4 separate regions of the Mus musculus genome follow, and regions 1, 2 and 4 are each linked to region 3. The links are chromatin contacts, called in public Hi-C, HiChIP or PLAC-seq and promoter capture Hi-C maps. All regions are on one chromosome and are shown on one strand. Each heading gives the region's core, a stretch centred on a gene start, on an enhancer-like site or on the middle of the called end of the contact. The rest is flanking DNA. Distances are from core to core; before and after follow the strand shown. Region 1 overlaps Nt5c2 (5'-nucleotidase, cytosolic II). Region 2 overlaps Sufu (SUFU negative regulator of hedgehog signaling). Region 3 holds the start of Cyp17a1 (cytochrome P450, family 17, subfamily a, polypeptide 1). Region 4 overlaps Cnnm2 (cyclin M2).

Region 1 (2,700 bases), core at 85-2,584, 220 kb before region 3:
CTGTTATAGTGGCTATTTAAAAGTTTTAATTTGGGAAAGTTATTTAAAGGCTTTGTGCTAATATAATGACTTCTCTTCCTTTTAAGAGCATTATTTATGTATATCTGAGAAATCACAGTCTTTCTTTTACATCCTCTTGCTGTTGGAAATCCTGTAATGAAAGATGATAACAATCTTTTGAATCTTAGAAATCAAAACTTACCACCTCTTAATATTTAAATTTTAAAAAATGATGGCTAAGGGGGCTGGAGAGATGGCTCAGTGGTTAAAAGCACCAACTGCTCTTCCAGAGATCCTGAGTTCAATTCCTAGCAACCACATGGTGGCTCACAACCATCTGTAATGAGATCTGATGCCCTCTTATGGTGTGCATGAAGATAGAGACCGTGTACTCATATACATTAAATAAATAAATTAAAAAAAAATGATGGTTAAAGGATACAGAAGGGGGGAACAAACCACACAAAGTCCAAATTCAAACACCTTACTTTTGCTGATGCAATTGTAGGCTAAAATCCTAGCAGAAAGTTCTGCCCCTGCCCCCGTGCACTGAAATAAAATGCAGTGCGCCAGCTTGTGGGAGTCATTGCTTTTCTCTGAGCCCCATGTTTGTTATCTCCACACGTGACTTCAGGAGAGCTGTCTGGGGAAGGTGGGGAACTCGTGTCTGTGCCTTTGCCTGATGAAGCATTAGTTTTTAACTTCCTCTGCCGTGATTTCATGAGCTGTGGAGAAGATAAGGATGCCGCCCATCTCACATGTAGAAAGCCTGTGTCTGTCTTGAGCAGAAGTCACATGTGCACCTTTCTCTTTCCCCAGAAAATCATGACTTACCTGTTTGATTTCCCGCATGGCCCCAAGGTATTATAGTAATTTATTATATGTCATTTTTTAAACTAATTTACTATACCTTGTATTAACTAATAATGAATCCATTTAATCCTCCTAGAAAATCCTAGTTTTAGAAGGCCTAGTGTTTAATCAGCATTGAAAGAAGTAATCCAGGACTAGAAGAATTAAAAATCTCCAGTAATCTAAATATTTACTAGATAGAAATAAAATGAATGTTTATGTAGTCTGTAGTGAATAGGATTAAAGTAAGTTTTAGAGCAGAGTTGTGTGTGTTGTGAGGAGTCATAGGTTGAGGGTGATGCTAGTTTAACAGAAACATGATGTCATGTGGACATCCTTGACAGTTTCTAGATAGTTACTGTTAAGTGTTGCACCGAGAAAGAGGCTAACTTTGGTGTTTAAGTCTTTCTGTGGTATGAGCACACTTAGACTAAAGAACAAAGCCTGCAGCTTAGTCATACACTTAAGAATTTTAATCCTTGGCTTCCATGAGTAAGCTTCAGCAAATACTAAAATTACATTGTGTAGTACCCTTCAGGCTGGCTTGAAAAGGTTAGCATCATAGTTCCATCTCAGAATGCCAAGAGTGTTAGTCGGCATAGATGCCATCTCTGGGATGAGCTGAGAGGCCAGTGGCAACCTAGAACAGTCGGTCTGAGAACAAATAGAACCTCCCCAGTTTGTCCCTTGAATTGTAGCTTTCATCTGCCTAGCTTTTCTCATACTTCATGTTTAAAAGCACTGTGAAATAAATTGCTATACTTCAGAGATAAATAATTCACACTGTGGAGTTATCAAAGCCGATCATTACTCACACTGTCAGCTCCCCAAAACCTTATTCTAAATTTCCTTGTCGTTGATGACTTCCTTAAGTCTGAGGGGTTCGTGATGTGACTGTGCTGACTCTGTCCCCAGCCCGGGAGCTCCCACCGGCCGTGGCAGTCCTACTTTGACCTGATTTTGGTGGATGCTCGGAAACCACTCTTTTTTGGAGAAGGCACAGTGCTGCGTCAGGTGGACACTGTAAGTGAGAAGGCAGTGTGTTCTAGGACATGCTCCTTCATGCTCACCTTTCCATGGCCGTAACTTCTCTCTTGAAGTTGGGAGTGTGATCTGATCTGACCTAGCCCAATAGAGTTTAAGAAGAATGGGTGCTTGGGTCAGGTGGCCTGGGAGAGAGCGTGGTCAAATGCCACAAAATTTCAGTCTTTATTCTCTCTACCCAGAAAACTGGAAAACTGAAAATTGGCACCTACACGGGCCCCCTGCAGCACGGCATTGTCTACTCAGGGGGTGAGTGAACTGTCTGTCTGTCTCCCTTTGTTCTGGGCACCTCTGCATGGTGATCTTTGGCTTCACTGTGAAAATTCTCAGCAGAGTACCACATAACAGGACCAGAAATGTCATCTTCCGAGTCATCTGCAGGGAAAGCCAGGAGGGTTAACTTTTACTGAAAAGATCCTTCTGTCCTCTGTTGAGGGTTTGTCTCAGTTCTGAAACCATTTTGGGATTTTTCTTTTCTTAAAGCCATGTAGCTGCATTTAATGTCAAGAGTCAGAAGCAGTTGAGTAGAGCCAACTTAATGTTAAATGTGTGATGAGAACTGGTCATGGTACCTTTGGTGGCTCTGAAGACAGACCCGAGCGAGGCCTCTCACATGCTGCATAAGCACTGATACTGGGGTTCTGATACTGCCTTCCTGGGGTTCTTACACGGGAGATAGAGCTTAACCTTTGTCTTTCAGAAAGGCTCCTTTCCTGTAATTATAAATGTCTTTAGCATATATGTTGCTGTGGTGCTTTGGACGCTTTCTTTAACAGAGAAACGTTTCTCATTTATCCCTTGCAG
Region 2 (2,700 bases), core at 28-2,527, 220 kb after region 3:
CTGGAGCCAAGAGCAGCATGGGAGCATCCAACAGGACGCCACATCCTCCTCCTCCTCCGAGAGCTTACCCAGAAGGCAGAGGCAGAGGGAGCTAACTTGCCACAGACTCTGGGACTGCAGAGGAGGCCAGTGTCGGGCTTCACACTCGCTCCCTCTCATTAAAAGCCCAGGAAGGTTCAAGGAGAGAGGTTCTCAGGCTTGGCATGGCCTTCAGGCCAGAGCTGGGGTCTGTGTCAGTTCTGTGGTGGTGAACATACGCTGTAGTGTCTTTGGGTGGACTGTGTACATTTTCTGTTAACTATTCCATGGTTCATACTCACATACATGAGGTCAGATTCCAAGGGGCAGAGTGTACACACAGAGTATACTAGTGTGTTTGAAATGCACACAGGAAATAGCTACAAACAGGCCAATAATGCTCATATATAGTTCACCCACATTGGAAAAATTCATTTGTCAGAAAATAATCAGAGTGGGCTGCTATTTAGTTAGAGACTTGTCCTGGGGAACCTGGAAGGAAGGGAGCAAGGCAAGGGAAGGTCTCAACCTTTGCCAGACAGCCTCCGAGGCTGTGTGCCGAGGCAGATGCTCCGGCTATCCTCTTCATCCTCCGGAGGCCGGCTGAGGTCATCCCAGGCACACTTGGCACTGACGCCGCTCAGGTTAGAACCGTCTGTCTCAATGCCTTTGTCAACTCTCTCCTGCTTGAAAAGAACCAAAGAGTCAGAGTGCCTTCAGTGAACTCATGTGCCCCAAGGTTACTGACCCTGGCCCAGCCACTCCACTTCCAGTATTAGCCCTTGTAGGTGCTGAGCATGGACAGCTGCTATGAGATCAGGGTCTCATTGACCTTGTTCTGTTACAAGCATAACGGCCCCTGCCAGCCCCTGGACTCCTCTGGGAACAGGGTTAGGGGAGGCAGCAGGAATGAGCCTTGGACACTTCCTTCCCACCAACATCCAGCACAAAGGCCTTTGTGCATCTTTCAGCCCCGACAGCTGTGGCCCTCAGAGCTGATGGAGGAGACAAGACCTATTTCTCTAAGGAAAGGTGGAAGGCTTCCCCTCTTCCTGATCCTCCAACAATGATCATACATACCCCACCTCACCCCCTACAGGAGTTAGGGTAGAAGCCCGCCCTGACTTGGGAACCCATACCTGCAGTTCTTCATTATAACAGCTAGAGGGGGCCATCGCCCCAGAGCAGAAGTGCTCCCTGTGCCTCTATGCCAGCTAACTTTGGCAGAGGGCTCTGGATGGGGTTCGTTTCCATTTCCTAGGCTGCAATCGGGGTCTGAAGGGCAGTGACGGGTGCACACTTCCCCAGAGGCCTTGCCTTTGTGTAGACATTGGCACGCTTCAGTCTAAACTTTCTCCAAATGGCCTCAAGGAAGAGTTGTACTCAAAACATCGCTGGATTTTCTGGTAAAACTTAATTCTGTGGTGCTGGGCTTTGGCTCAAAGGTCATCTGGAAGACGCTAGCAACCTTGTCCATAAACAGCCATACAGGCCAAATAAGCCTCCTGTGAAAAACTCCTCAGAGCCCCCATGTCCCTGTGCCAGTCTGTCCCTCTCCAGGGCTCCTAGACAAGGGCATTGTTCTATGCCTTGGTCACAGATGGTCTCCTATCCATAAGCCACCCGTTCTTCTCTCTTCTGCTGCTTTTGCTGCCTGGATGAGGCAGGCAGGCAGCAGGCAGGACACAGCTCTAGCTGTTTCCGGCAGAGCAGAGGAGAGGGGCTGGAGCTGCTTGGGGAGAACCTGAGTTTTCTTGCCAGCAGCTGCCCTGAGACCCTCAGGGGAAGGGTCTGCTTGCTCTACTAATTCAGGGGACCAAGTTTTTTTCTGAGTATAGGAGATAAACAAGAGCCTACAGAGCCCCATGCTGTGTCCCAGCATGGCTGCAGAACAAGGCTTAGGGGATGAAGCCTCCATGGTTCTTACATAAGCAGAAGCCACACAGAAAGCAGGTTCGAAGCAGAGATACCCCTGGCATCATCGAGACCATTTCAGGGTTAAAGGTACCCAGAAAGTGGAGGAGCCTCATGTGTAAAGGAAGAGGCTGTGTGCCCCAGAACTCACAGGTTGGTAGCAAAGACCCCATAGGTCTGCAAACTACACGCCACTGTACAATTTGAAGTGCCTAGTCGCTGCCATGGCCTGCCTTACAGGCCCATGGGAGCCTTACAGAAACATGTCAAGTTCAGAGATGTCCATGGCCTGCCTCTGCTGCGAGGTGAGCAGAAGGAGCTGGGCTCTGGTGCTTCTACCCCTGCATGGTGTGCAAGAAATGCAGCAATGCTCCGGGGCTTCCAGAATGCAGCTGTGTGCCAAGCAACCATCTATTCTAAACCACAAAGTGACACTGACACTGTCCCAAGCAGTCACAGTAGTGTCAGCTGCAGACTGGCAGGGTCTAACGACTCTTCCACACATCAGAGAGTGCCAACCTACCTGGGCAGGGCTGGGGAGTGAGTTAGGAAGAATGACAGGATCATTAGACCAATCAGCATCCTGCAATGGGCTGTGGGGTCAGCATAGCCTGTGCTGCTGTCTGATACAGGGGAGGGCAGCTCCCTGAAAATGTGGTAAAATGGAGGAGTAGGGAAAGAAGCAATATTCCTTATGATTACCTTTCTTTGTTGGTGGTGATCTAACTTTAAGTTGATATGTAACTTACATATAATAAAGTCCATTCT
Region 3 (2,700 bases), core at 57-2,556:
GACCTCATGGCCTACATGGCCTTCAAGGAGTAAGAAACCCTGGACCACCCACCCCAGCAAGGACACTGAGAGCAAGAGAGAGGCCCTCGGTTGCTGAGGAGTCCCTAGCCCAACTCTGAGCATCTCCCTCACAATTTCCATCCCAGACCCCCATAATAACAGGAGGGGCCTAGGGAGCCCTCCCTACCCTCTTGAATACCATCAATAAAATTCGCTGCACAATACATATATATATATATATATATATATATATATATATATATATACGCCTAAAATGTAAACTTTTGCTGTTGATCTTGAGTGGGCCATAGTGTTTTATAGCCCAGGGTGACTTCAGACTTCCTATGAAACTGAGGCTGGCCCAACCCTCCTGTGTCTGCTGGGATTACAGCTGAGTATTGGCATTGCCGTCCCTAAAATGTACCTTTAAAAATGATTAAAGAGGCAGAGAGATGGCTCAAATGTAATAAATTTTTAAAATGACAATTAAAATGTTACTCTGTAATTTTTGTGTTTAAGATACTAGTTAGATATTTTATATGATTTTTAACTAGTGTTTTATTATTTTATAGGCATGAGTGTTTTACCTGCATGTATGTATGCAGACCGTGTGTGTTGGGGGTGCTTTCAGGGGCCAGAAGGTGCTTTCCTGGAACCAGAGGTACAGAAAGTTGTGAGCTACCATGTCAGTGCTGGGAATCTAACCTGGGTCTTCTGGAAGAGCAACGAGGCATCTTGACTGCTGAGCCATCTCTCCAGCTCTTAGTTAAAGTATTTTAAATGATGCATTTTACGTTTTATACATAGTAACATGACAAAATCATTTATTTCCAGAAAATATTAAATAGCCCATTCAAGAGAATGTACCTAGAAAGTAACCAAGCTATTTGAACAGAGACCTGCAATGGCCCTTGAGCTGATGTTCTGTGTACCTGAAAGCCTATGACTTCTGGATTCTTATCATCACTGCCTTGTGTGACCTTATGCAAACTAACCCTAAAAGACCTCTCTCTCCTCAACTATCAGATAATAAGACTGAAGTCTCTTTGACAGCTTTGGCTAGCTGCAACCTGATGACATTAATTATTAACTGTGCAGCACTTTTGACATTACAGCACGCACTCTGAAACCTTGATCTTAATCTGATAGCATTTGCCTCTGGGAGGATCCATAGCGCAGAAGCCCCAGGGAGATGACCAACTCTCTGCTCTTTAGCCAGCTCCTCCTCCAGGAGTTCGTCCTTAATCTGAGCCAGCCCTTGTGGAGGCCAAATTCCCTCTCCTCTCCCTTTTCTGGGTGAGGACTCAGGCTTGGAGACACTCCAGGATAAACTTCTGCAGGCCAAGAGATAACACGTCTTCAAGGTGACAATCAGAAACGCCTTTTAAAAGTTCTCCTTCTCTGCTGAAATTGCTGTAGCTTCTCCACTCCACAGCTGGCCATCTGCCTACACCTGGCTGCCATGTGGGAACTTGTGGGTCTCTTGCTGCTCATCCTGGCCTATTTCTTTTGGCCCAAGTCAAAGACACCTAATGCCAAGTTCCCCAGGAGCCTTCCATTCCTGCCCCTGGTGGGTAGTCTACCGTTTCTCCCCAGACGTGGTCATATGCATGCCAACTTCTTCAAGCTGCAGGAAAAGTATGGTCCCATCTATTCTCTTCGCCTGGGTACCACAACTGCAGTGATTGTCGGTCACTATCAGCTGGCCAGAGAAGTGCTCGTGAAGAAGGGGAAAGAATTCTCTGGTCGGCCCCAGATGGTAAGCAGTGCCAACCCTCCTCTTCCTCGGTCCCTGGGGTTGTACAGTTCTTATTTCTTTCAAAATCAGACTTGTGGGACTGCTCCCTCAAGACCCTACCGAACCTCTAAACTGGGAAGGAGGAATTAACGGGAAAACCCTTGAATGGCTTGTCTAGCAAGATGGTGCAGGGACCTGCAGAGCTGAGAAGCCTGTATGCCACTCACCTTCCCCTCTATGATACGATAATCATTCTAGAATATCCAGGCAAAGCCTTTAGCCCAGACCCAGAGCTAAAGTTCTCTATAAGTGTGACATTGTTGGGAAATAGGGCAGTGATTGCATCCTCCACCAGAAGATGCTTGGAGAAGCGGCTGGCATCATGGAGGGCTAGGACTGCAGTTTCTCTTATATGGCTTTGGCTCACAGATAGCTGGGGGAATATTACAGGGGGAGAGGGGACAAGGGACAGGGACATACAGTAGTATCTTGGGGCATCTGTTCTCATTTGTGCTGACTGTTGAGTAGCCATCCTACAAACACCACCTGTGCTCCCATGACCCTGTTGCAAGTGTTCCCCTGGGTACCCCGATAGAGGACGACCAGCCTCAGCTTTTAACAGGCCAAAACAAATTCCTTTTCCATGCGCTGGTCAGCCAGCGTGGCTGCCCAACTGCCAGGCTCTCTCAGGTTTGGGTTCCTCTCAGAAGCAAAGGAATAAACTGGGCCAGGTGACGGCAGCACACGCCTTTAAGGCTAGCACTTGGGAGGCAGAGGCAGAGGCAGGTAAATCTCTGGGTTTGAGGGCAGCCTGGTCTTGCCAATGCTATACGGGGAGAAGGAAGGAAGGAAGGAAGGAAGGAAGGAAGGAAGGAAGGAAGGGAATAAAACCATCACCACCACCCTGTGAATAAGAGACTAGCCTGGTGGGTTTTGGGGAGAGTCGGGGATGGAGAATGAAG
Region 4 (2,700 bases), core at 112-2,611, 160 kb before region 3:
CACCCTTCTACTGCCTGCTTTTCCTTCAGTGTATCTAAAAATTCTCCCAAAATCATGCTTGGGATATTAAATATCCCATGTTGAAGGCATGGTCCCTGATGCAGCAGTGTGCAGAGACGGGCTTTGGGGAAGTGACTAGATCCCGAGTATGCTGACCTCACTGTTGGACCAACCCACTAGGTGACATCATAATTTGAAGATGGGTTATTGGGAGTTGGTGGAAACAAGACAGGGATCTTACTTAAAGAGTGCACAAGTGCATGCATGCTGCCCCCCTCCGCCCGCCCCGGACACACGCTTAAAAGATGGGCTCTCAAATACAGCCCTAGCTGGTTCCGAACTTACAGATTTTCCTGCCCTCTGGATAACAAGTGTTGAGTCTAAAAAAAAAAAAATCTGCATATCAGGGTTTAAATTTTTTGTATTTAATCCTCTGTGCATGTATGTATATCTCACATGTATGCACATGTATTCAAGTGCCCTCCACGTCAGAAGAGAGGGTCAGGTCCCTTGGAGCTGGAGTTACAGGTGGTCTCGAGCCACCCAATGTGAGTGTTGGAAACCAAATTCAGGTTGTCTGGATAAACAGAAAGCACTCTTAACCACTGGCAGCCCCCAGCGCCAACAGTATGTACTCTAAAGCAACATCTTGTCCTTGGCCCCTTCCTCCTGCTCTCTCTGTGCTTCCTGATGACAGTGAGGAAGCCCCAGCTATGTTCTGTCACCAGAAGCCCAGGGGAAATGGGACCAAGTATCCCCTGGCTGAGACCCCCCCCAAACCTTGAGCCATAGCAAGTCTTTCCTCCTCCAAATGATTTTACCAGTTCTGCCACAGCAGGAGCCAGCTCTATCTGCCCTGGGCATCAGACTCAGGCTGGCAGAGTTGAACAACGTAAATGCTTTTACAGCTGAGCCATCTCCTCCCACTCAATTTTTTAACTTTTTTTATTTGCCTATTATAGTATGTGGTGCATGTTCACAAGCGTGAAAGCAGGGAAGCACATGCTGTAGCATATGTGTGCGGATCAGAAGACAACCTAGAGTGTAGTCCTCGCCCCTCATCAAGGAAGCTTCCCTCTGCAACAGATAGACCACTACACAAATCATAACTGATCAAAACACAGAGTTGTGGACCCCAGTCCCAACGGATTCATCCATCCACAGCACAGCCCCTGCACGGAAGGCTCAGGGGTCACTGTGGAAGAGGGCATGAAAAGACGGTCAGTGTTAAAGCAACAGGAGGCTTGCTGTGAGACTGTATCTCCTAGAAATGTCAGAGAAGCTACACCCAGGATGTCTCATCCACATGGTTGGCTAAACAGGATCTGAACTTGAATGACTCCAAAAGACATGCTAATGTGAAAGGGGTCAAGGGCACAAGGCCTCAAACCTAGACAAAGAACTACAGACAACTAAGGAATGCTGAGAGTGGGAGAAACAGCCTTCCCAGGGAAGAGCTTACCATTGGTTAGCCAATACCAAACAGCCAGCCCTGAAAACATAGATGCAAGCAATTCTATACAGACTGAATGGGTTATATTTAATACACGTATATGCACACATGCATGTGAGTGTGCACACATATAACATGCACACACATACATATCCCCGTGTTCACCAATAGAAGCCTGGTCTAAAAAGTACTAGTACATCTATGTTATGGAAGAACTTTAACTCTTAAGGAACAAAACAGTAAGTAATAAGTGGTTATGGAAACTACCCTACTTGTAGTAAGAAAAATCTATATTATTCAGGGAATGTTCCCATCTGTGTTATTTGTACATTCTTAGAAAAACTAGGTGGGGCAGTCTCTGGATGGCCTTTCCCTCAGTCTCTGCTCCACTCTTTGTCCCAGCATTTCCTTGAGACAGGAGCAATTCTTGGTTAATAGTTTTGAGATGAGTGGGTGGCCCCATCCCTCAACTGGGGGCCCTGCCTAACCACTGGCTATGGTCTCTACAGATTCTATCTCTATCTCCCCGTTATTGGGTATTTAGGCTAATGTCATCCCCGTTGGGTCCTGGGAACCTCTTACATCCCTGTTATCTGGGACTTTCTAGTGGCTACTCCCAGTTCCCCACCCCCACTGCTACACACCTCCATTCAGTTTCATGACCCTCTGTACTTCTCCCCCAGTCTCCTCCCACACGTGATCCTGCCCCCTTCCCCCCATCTTCCTCTCTCCCTCTCAGATCTCTCCCTCCCTCCCTCTACATCCCGTAAATATTTTGTTTTCCCTTCTAAGGACTGAAGCATCCACACTTTGATCTTCCTTTTTCTTGAGCTTCATATGGTCTGTGAGTTATATCATGGGTATTCCGTGTTTTGGGGCTAATATTCAACTGCATATGTAGTAGAGGATTGCCTTATCTGGCATCAATGGGAGGGGAAGCTCTTGGTCCTGTGGAGGTCCAATGCCCCAGCGTAGGGGGATGCTAGGGCGGTGAGGCAGGAGTGGGCAGGTGGGTGGGGGAACACCCTCATTGAGGCAGGGGTAGGGGAGTATGGTAGGGGGTTTGCGGAGGGGAAACTGGGAAAGATGACACTTGAAATGTAAATAAATAAAATAACCAATTAAAAAAAAACTATAGGAAAAAGCCAATGGTATTGTGGTTTAAATTGACAAGTTGTGTCCTTCAGAGTAAGCTCCATAAGAACAACATGGAGACTTGCGCTTCTACACTCTATTGTGTGCAATCA

What was found. Promoter capture Hi-C pulls out the DNA fragments that hold promoters and counts their contacts. Hi-C and Micro-C count contacts between places; a contact is called where the count stands out from the background. HiChIP or PLAC-seq counts read pairs in DNA pulled down with a chosen protein or histone mark.
Region 1: a promoter capture Hi-C map of stem cell-derived epiblast-like cells shows a contact between it and region 3, with 5 times the contacts expected there. The contact joins the enhancer-like site here to the promoter of Cyp17a1 in region 3. A contact is called at or near these places in 21 of 39 promoter capture datasets (3T3-L1-derived adipocytes, the C10 cell line, the HPC-7 cell line and 13 more), 1 of 15 datasets of contacts at CTCF or cohesin (the NIH/3T3 cell line), 5 of 484 Hi-C or Micro-C datasets (the G1E-ER4 cell line, embryonic stem cells, growing oocytes and 1 more), 3 of 115 datasets of contacts at active chromatin or transcription factors (cardiomyocytes, embryonic stem cells and microglia) and 2 of 9 other capture datasets (adipose tissue and liver).
Region 2: a contact with region 3 is called in a Hi-C map of liver, with 2.5 times the contacts expected there. The contact joins the enhancer-like site here to the promoter of Cyp17a1 in region 3. A contact is called at or near these places in 5 of 484 Hi-C or Micro-C datasets (B cells, Th1 cells, embryonic stem cells and 1 more) and 2 of 9 other capture datasets (adipose tissue and liver).
Region 4: a contact with region 3 is called in an H3K27ac HiChIP or PLAC-seq map of embryonic stem cells, with 14 read pairs. The contact joins the enhancer-like site here to the promoter of Cyp17a1 in region 3. A contact is called at or near these places in 9 of 39 promoter capture datasets (the C10 cell line, HPC-7-derived erythroid cells, cranial neural crest and 6 more), 1 of 15 datasets of contacts at CTCF or cohesin (the NIH/3T3 cell line), 3 of 484 Hi-C or Micro-C datasets (bone marrow-derived macrophages, differentiating embryonic stem cells and pancreatic cancer cells), 7 of 115 datasets of contacts at active chromatin or transcription factors (bone marrow-derived macrophages, embryonic fibroblasts, embryonic stem cells and 1 more) and 5 of 9 other capture datasets (adipose tissue, embryonic stem cells, liver and 2 more).

Annotation. Positions count from the first base shown.
Region 1 is chr19:46,891,680-46,894,379 of GRCm38.p6, reverse strand. Nt5c2 (5'-nucleotidase, cytosolic II) reads left to right here. Exons shown (of 18, transcript NM_029810.5): 11 at 820-861; 12 at 1,768-1,875; 13 at 2,079-2,145. Among named protein-coding and RNA genes, the nearest start is that of Nt5c2, 69 kb to the left of the region's middle. Within about 2 kb of position 1,334, at least 35 of the 459 cell types and tissues checked have an H3K27ac peak or open chromatin away from gene starts, as enhancers often do. A contact at or near this core is called in the NIH/3T3 cell line, where this site is marked.
Region 2 is chr19:46,451,163-46,453,862 of GRCm38.p6, reverse strand. It overlaps Sufu (SUFU negative regulator of hedgehog signaling), which reads right to left. Exons shown (of 12, transcript NM_001025391.2): 7 at 548-701. Among named protein-coding and RNA genes, the nearest start is that of Trim8, 49 kb to the left of the region's middle. Within about 2 kb of position 1,277, at least 134 of the 459 cell types and tissues checked have an H3K27ac peak or open chromatin away from gene starts, as enhancers often do. A contact at or near this core is called in B cells, adipose tissue and liver, where this site is marked.
Region 3 is chr19:46,671,606-46,674,305 of GRCm38.p6, reverse strand. Cyp17a1 (cytochrome P450, family 17, subfamily a, polypeptide 1) reads left to right here and starts at 1,306. Exons shown (of 8, transcript NM_007809.3): 1 at 1,306-1,759. The coding sequence starts at 1,463. All of the region lies in intron 1 of Gm41857 (predicted gene, 41857), which reads right to left. It also overlaps the pseudogene Gm6967. RefSeq lists a cis regulatory region at 1,066-1,165 and a promoter at 389-1,438.
Region 4 is chr19:46,834,947-46,837,646 of GRCm38.p6, reverse strand. All of the region lies in intron 1 of Cnnm2 (cyclin M2), which reads right to left. Among named protein-coding and RNA genes, the nearest start is that of Cnnm2, 75 kb to the right of the region's middle. Within about 2 kb of position 1,361, at least 17 of the 459 cell types and tissues checked have an H3K27ac peak or open chromatin away from gene starts, as enhancers often do. A contact at or near this core is called in bone marrow-derived macrophages, embryonic stem cells and hematopoietic stem and progenitor cells, where this site is marked.